2 separate regions of the Mus musculus genome follow, and region 2 is linked to region 1. Evidence: chromatin contacts called from public promoter capture Hi-C data. All regions are on one chromosome and are shown on one strand. Each heading gives the region's core, a stretch centred on a gene start, on an enhancer-like site or on the middle of the called end of the contact. The rest is flanking DNA. Distances are from core to core; before and after follow the strand shown.

Evidence for each region. Promoter capture Hi-C pulls out the DNA fragments that hold promoters and counts their contacts.
Region 2: a promoter capture Hi-C map of the HPC-7 cell line shows a contact between it and region 1, with 5 times the contacts expected there. The contact joins the promoter of Ankrd61 here to the enhancer-like site in region 1. A contact is called at or near these places in 12 of 39 promoter capture datasets (the 3T3-L1 cell line, the C10 cell line, the HPC-7 cell line and 8 more), 5 of 484 Hi-C or Micro-C datasets (CD4 T cells, LSK cells, double positive thymocytes and 2 more), 8 of 115 datasets of contacts at active chromatin or transcription factors (astrocytes, bone marrow-derived macrophages, embryonic forebrain and 4 more) and 2 of 9 other capture datasets (adipose tissue and liver).

Annotation. Positions count from the first base shown.
Region 1 is chr5:143,333,262-143,335,961 of GRCm38.p6, forward strand. No RefSeq gene overlaps it. Among named protein-coding and RNA genes, the nearest start is that of 0610040B10Rik, 5.3 kb to the left of the region's middle. Within about 2 kb of position 1,305, at least 32 of the 459 cell types and tissues checked have an H3K27ac peak or open chromatin away from gene starts, as enhancers often do. A contact at or near this core is called in the HPC-7 cell line, bone marrow-derived macrophages, pre-B cells and 2 more, where this site is marked.
Region 2 is chr5:143,893,783-143,896,535 of GRCm38.p6, forward strand. It overlaps Ankrd61 (ankyrin repeat domain 61), which reads right to left and starts at 1,285. Exons shown (of 3, transcript NM_025732.4): 1 at 990-1,285. The coding sequence starts at 1,202. The region is part of intron 11 of Eif2ak1 (eukaryotic translation initiation factor 2 alpha kinase 1); the gene reads left to right.

The DNA.
Region 1 (2,700 bases), core at 55-2,554:
AGCAGTCAGCGCTCTTAACTGCTGAGCCATCTCTCCGGTTCTCCCTACAGACTTTCAACCCCAACCTTGAGTGGACAGAGGCAGGAGGATCACTGGAGCTTGCTGGTTGTCAGCCTACCTGAAAGAAACAAGAGCTCTGAGTTTGTCAGGAGACACTGCCCCCGAGGAATAGCTGGAAAGTGGTAGAGAATGACAGTGGCCTCCTCCTCCAACCTCTATGTGTGCATGGGGCCCATTACACACGTGCGTGTGCAACACACATACACATAAATAAGCTATAAAGGCAAGTAGGTGTCTCCTAAGGAATGACCTCCGCACATGCTCACAAGCACATACACAGAGACATAAAGATTGCATAGCTGTTCATGTGGGAGACATGTATTGGTCATGGGAAATTTTTCCAAGGTAAAACAGACTGGGGGAAGAAGGGATATAATAGAAGTGTTTTTCTTTGTGGGTGAAACCTGCCTTGTTTTAGTTTGTTGTAATATCAGTAGCAACTATTTTAGAATCTGAACCCCATAGTAGATGCTCAATAAAAACGGGCTGGATGAATGGGGAGGGAGGGAGTTATACCTGATGGAAATTTATACTGAAGGAAATGTTCAAACAGGGCCTGCTAGGTGGCTCAGAGGGTTAGGGTGCTGGTTGCCCTGACGACCCAAATTTCATCTCCAGGTCCTGCATAATCATAGGGAAGAATTGATTCCCACAAGTTATTCTGTGGCAGAGAGAGAGAGAGAGAGAGAGAGAGAGAGAGAGAGAGAGAGGTAGGCAGAGGCAGAACAAAAATTACTCTGGCCAGTAGATGGCGCCACAGCATATCCCTGTGAACTGGCTTGTATCAGCCTGTGGGTGCCGAATTCACTTTTTGGAATTTGCACTTGTCTTTGCTTCTGCGATGGCTTCGCTGTGCTTAGGAACCTCAAATCTCCACTTTGGGACTCATTTTGGACTGTTCCTAAGCTGTATAGCTCTCTGTTTTGAGTACTTTTGTGTAGCAGTGACTTGCTGGAGACGACGTAAGCAAGGGAGGATGTGTTTGAGGTTTCAGAGGGTTCAGTGCATAGCTGCTTGGCTCCATGCACTTGGGTAGAACACCATGGTGGTGGGATTGTTTCGCAGAAGGTGGGTGTTACTTGGCAATGGTTGACCGGGAGCAGAAAACGAGACAAGGAAGGGACTTGGTATGGAAATAGTGTCCCCAGCTGGGTCCAAGTAATCAAAACACGAACCCTGTGGAACACATACTAGTTTTCATTGTCAGCTTGTTTGCATTTGGAATCACCCGGGAGACACACCTCTGGGTATCCATGACAACACTACACAGTTTAACAGAGGCAGGAAGACCCGCTCAGTATGGGCATGGTGATGCTGTGGGGCTGGGTCTTTGGAAAGTGAGCTGAAAACCAGTGTTTGCCTCTGGCCGTCCTGACCACAGATGCAATGTGTTCAACCGTCTCAAACTCGACCACCATAACTTCCTGAATCAAACGCCTATAAAAATAAACCCTAAGGGCTGGAGAGATGACTCCACGGGCAAAGAGCTTGCTGCATAAGCGCGAGGACAGGAGTTTGAATCCCCGTATAATGCCAGGTGGGCATGGAAACACATGAATGCACAAACGGCAGCTCCTCCCCCACTCCACATCCCCAGCATGCTGATTCAGCAGGTTCTGGCTACAACTGAGAGATTCTATATGTGAGACAGAGAGTAATTAGGGAAAACACTGGACACTAACATTCGGTTCACAACACACACACACACACATATTTACACATGTCCTCACTGACATAAAACAAAAACTAACAAGCACTTACTTAAGTCTCATCTGCCAGGTATTTCTCAACAGCAGTGAGAGAAGTGACTAACACTTTTGACCCTGAGTGTGTCCTGCCCCCCTTAGAGCTCTGCTTCGGACTGACAAAAAGGTAGTTCCAGCAAGAAACACAGAATGGAAATATTGGCTGGGAACTCAAGCAAGGATAAAGAGTGTGTACACAGAGCCAGGCAGAGTGGGACACGCCTACCATCCCGGCACTCGGGAGGCCGAGGCAGGAAGATTGTGCGTGTAAGGCCAGCCTGGTCTACCCAGTGAGTAAGCTAACCTTTACCAAACGGGGCCTGTGGACATTCTGTAATAAAGATGGGTGGGGCTCACAAGTCTGGAGCTTTGCCTGACACTCTAGAGGCAGGAAACAGTTCCTGTTAAGGGAGAAACATTTTCTTTAAGCAGTGTAGCTGTAAAGGCACTGATGCGCATGCTCAGGGATCGTTTCCTGGCTTCCGATAGAGCATGCAGTGTGACTCCAGATAGATTACCTGACCTCTTTTGTCTTCTGGTTTCTTCCAACTCGAAAGTAAGGATAAGAGAATTTACTCACCAAATGTTGGTCACCAATGTCATAAACAGGACCCTTGGCATTAACAAATGCAGTCAGAACAGAAGAACAAAGCAAGAAGGCTCTGGAGTAAGAGTGATGGTTAGTTGTTTAATAATAAACTTGACACAATGTAGCGTCATGTAGGAAGAGAGTTATAGTGAGGTTTTCTGTTGGGGATTTGTACTAATACTTTGAATTAATCTGGCTCCCAAAATGGGGACTCTCAGTGTCCAAACACTGAAGGTCCTTGTTCCCAACTGGTTTTTGATCAATCAATAAAGAGCCAATGGCCAATGGCCAATGGCCGGGCAGATA
Region 2 (2,753 bases), core at 35-2,534, 560 kb after region 1:
GAGAGTTTCCCTGTGTAGATGGAGCCTGGAATTCACAGACAGATCCAGCTGCCCCTGCCTCCTAAGGCATGTGCTATCATTCCTGGCTGAAGCTTTTCTCCTTGAGTTTAAATTACCATAACTGGTGAATTTAAATGACCCACTTTGTGTTTTAGAGCTGAGCATGTTAGTGCTCACCTGTAAATAATCCTAGCCCCTGGGGGGTGGAGGTGCAGGAGAGTCAGGAGTACGAGGCCGTCTCTGGCTATAAAATCAGGAGCAAATTGCTCTGAAATCATTTAGTCCTTAAATTAACCCACAAGTTGAATAGCAAGTACTTGTTACATTTTGTTTAGGTCTTGCCAAGCCATCATGAGCTATAAAATGTGGGTTTCTAAGGTTTCATAGGTGCTGTGGTCCATGTCCTTACTGTGATTGGTAGAGCTGAGGATGCTGGGTCCTAAAACACACCATGTCTGCAAGATGACAGACGAGTGAGACAAAGACGGGGGCCACTTTCCTTTTTTGGAAAAGAAAAAAAGTTAATTACAAAAGCAATGATCAACCAGCTTTGGGGGCTCATACCTATAATTCCAGCACTTGGGAGGTGGAGACAGGAGGATTGTTGCTTGCTTTAGGCAAGCTTGGGTAACATGGTGAGTTCTAGGCCAGCCTGGACTATAGAGTAAGCCCAGCCTCAAACAAACAGAAAATCTAGGAAGGTGTGTATAGGAAGTGAAAAATAATTCACCTTACATGACATCGTCGCTGTGGGTGTGTTCTGAGAGGAGGAGGGTACCCTTCTTCCAGCCACACAAGCTGTGTTCCATCCATCCATCTGTGTGTGGCGCAGGATGGAGGAGTTGCAGGCTAGGGTATGTGTACTGGACCTGGGGGATGGTCTGCGGAGCCCTATGTTTTGTGAAGTCCTCCAAAGTTCTGGGGTTAAAAGGGTGTGCCACCGCTTCCCGCTCTGTTGTTTCTTTACTGTGACAGAGAGGAGGGAGTACCTGGCTCAGTAGTCTGTAACGGGTGGAGTTGGCCAGGATGGTCAGGGGCTGGTTGACAGGGTGGTTTCTGAGAAGTGTCTTGATGGTGTTACAGTCTTCCTTGATGATGGCCTCATACAGTTTAGAGTGCAGGGTCGTGGCCAGGCTCTCCTCCACCAACGTGGCACCGTCAGCCACCAGGTCTCTGCTTCCTCTCTTGGTTATGTTTCCCATGAGAACGGCTTTAGAGCAAGGGCTTACAGGTGAGGGAGGCTGCTATGGAATTGGTTAGTCTCTCTTACCATGATGATTCCTTTGGCTCAGTTCTAGAACTGTTCTAGAATTATGTTTGTCAAAAGAATCCTTTGTTCGTTCTTTTTATTTTTTTTTTCAGTTTTTTTTTTTTTTTTTTTTTGAGACAGGCTTTCTCTGGAAGTCTCTGTGTAGATCAGGCTGGCCTCAAATGTAGAGACCCACCAGCCTCTGCCTCCCAAGTGCTGGGATTAAAGGCGTGTGCACTGAATCCATGTTATACTGGAGCCAGCCCGAGATTTTGTTCCCTCATTTATAGTACCAATTGCAAGCATCGTTTCTCAGCTTTTACACCAAACTGGCACCTTATGGCTAAAAGCATTTCTCTTTTCCCTTACATATCAACTATAATTAAATCTAATAGGACCAAGTGAGCTGGCCAGGGTAAGATGCCTGCCACCAAGAATGAGCACTTGAGCTCCACCCTGACGATCTACACAGTGGGACTCCTGAAGGTTGTCCTCTGACCTCGCTCGCCATGCCATGCCATGCCATGCCATGTATGCACAGTTTTTTAAAAAATTTGGAGGAGCTAGAGAAAGTACCCAAGGAGCTGAAGGGGTCTGCAACCCTATAGGTGGAACAACAATATGAACTAACCAGTACCCCGGAGCTCGTGACTCTTAACTGCATATGTAGCAGAAGATGGCCTAGTCGGCCATCATTGGGAAGAGAGACCCCTTGGTCTTGCAAACTTTATATGCCTCAGTACAGGAAAACGCCAGGGCCAAGAAGTGGGAGTGGGTAGGTAGGGGAGTGGGGGGTGGTATGGGGGACTTTTGGGATAGTATTTGAAATGTAAATGAAGAAAATACCTAATATAAAAAATTTGGAAATGGAAAAAAATAAAATGGAAAAAAATTATTCATTTATTTTATGTAGATGAGTACACCGTAGCTGTCTTTATGCACACCAGAAGAGGGCATTGAATCCCATTATAGATGGTGTAAGCCACTGTGTGCTTGCTGGGAACTGAACTCAGGACCTCTGGAAGAGCAGTCAGTGCTCTTAACTGCTAAGCCATCTCTTCAGCCCTGCACATACGATTTTTAAAAAACCAAACTCTTAGCAGGACCAAAATAGAGTAGGACATATATTAACATAAAAGTGAACTACATTTAATCTGTTAGCTTTAATTTTAGTAAAATCTTTTCTCCCAGTTACATGGTGATGTTGTTGCTATTATTCAAAACAGTCTCTTGCAGCTCTGGCTTGCTTCAAGCTTGCTATGTAGTTGAGGATGACCTTGAACCTCTGATCTTGCCACCCCCTCTCTAGTGCTGGATCGCAGATATATATATATATATATATATATGTGTGTGTGTGTGTGTGTGTGTGTGTGTGTGTGTGTGTGTTACTTTATGCCTTGTTGGAGTGAGGTCACAGTGCTTTGTTCGTGCTACATCAAAACGTTCCTCAGCGGCCAGCACTCAGCAACCTTTTTACTTTGGTGTGTGAGTGTATGTGTAGCAT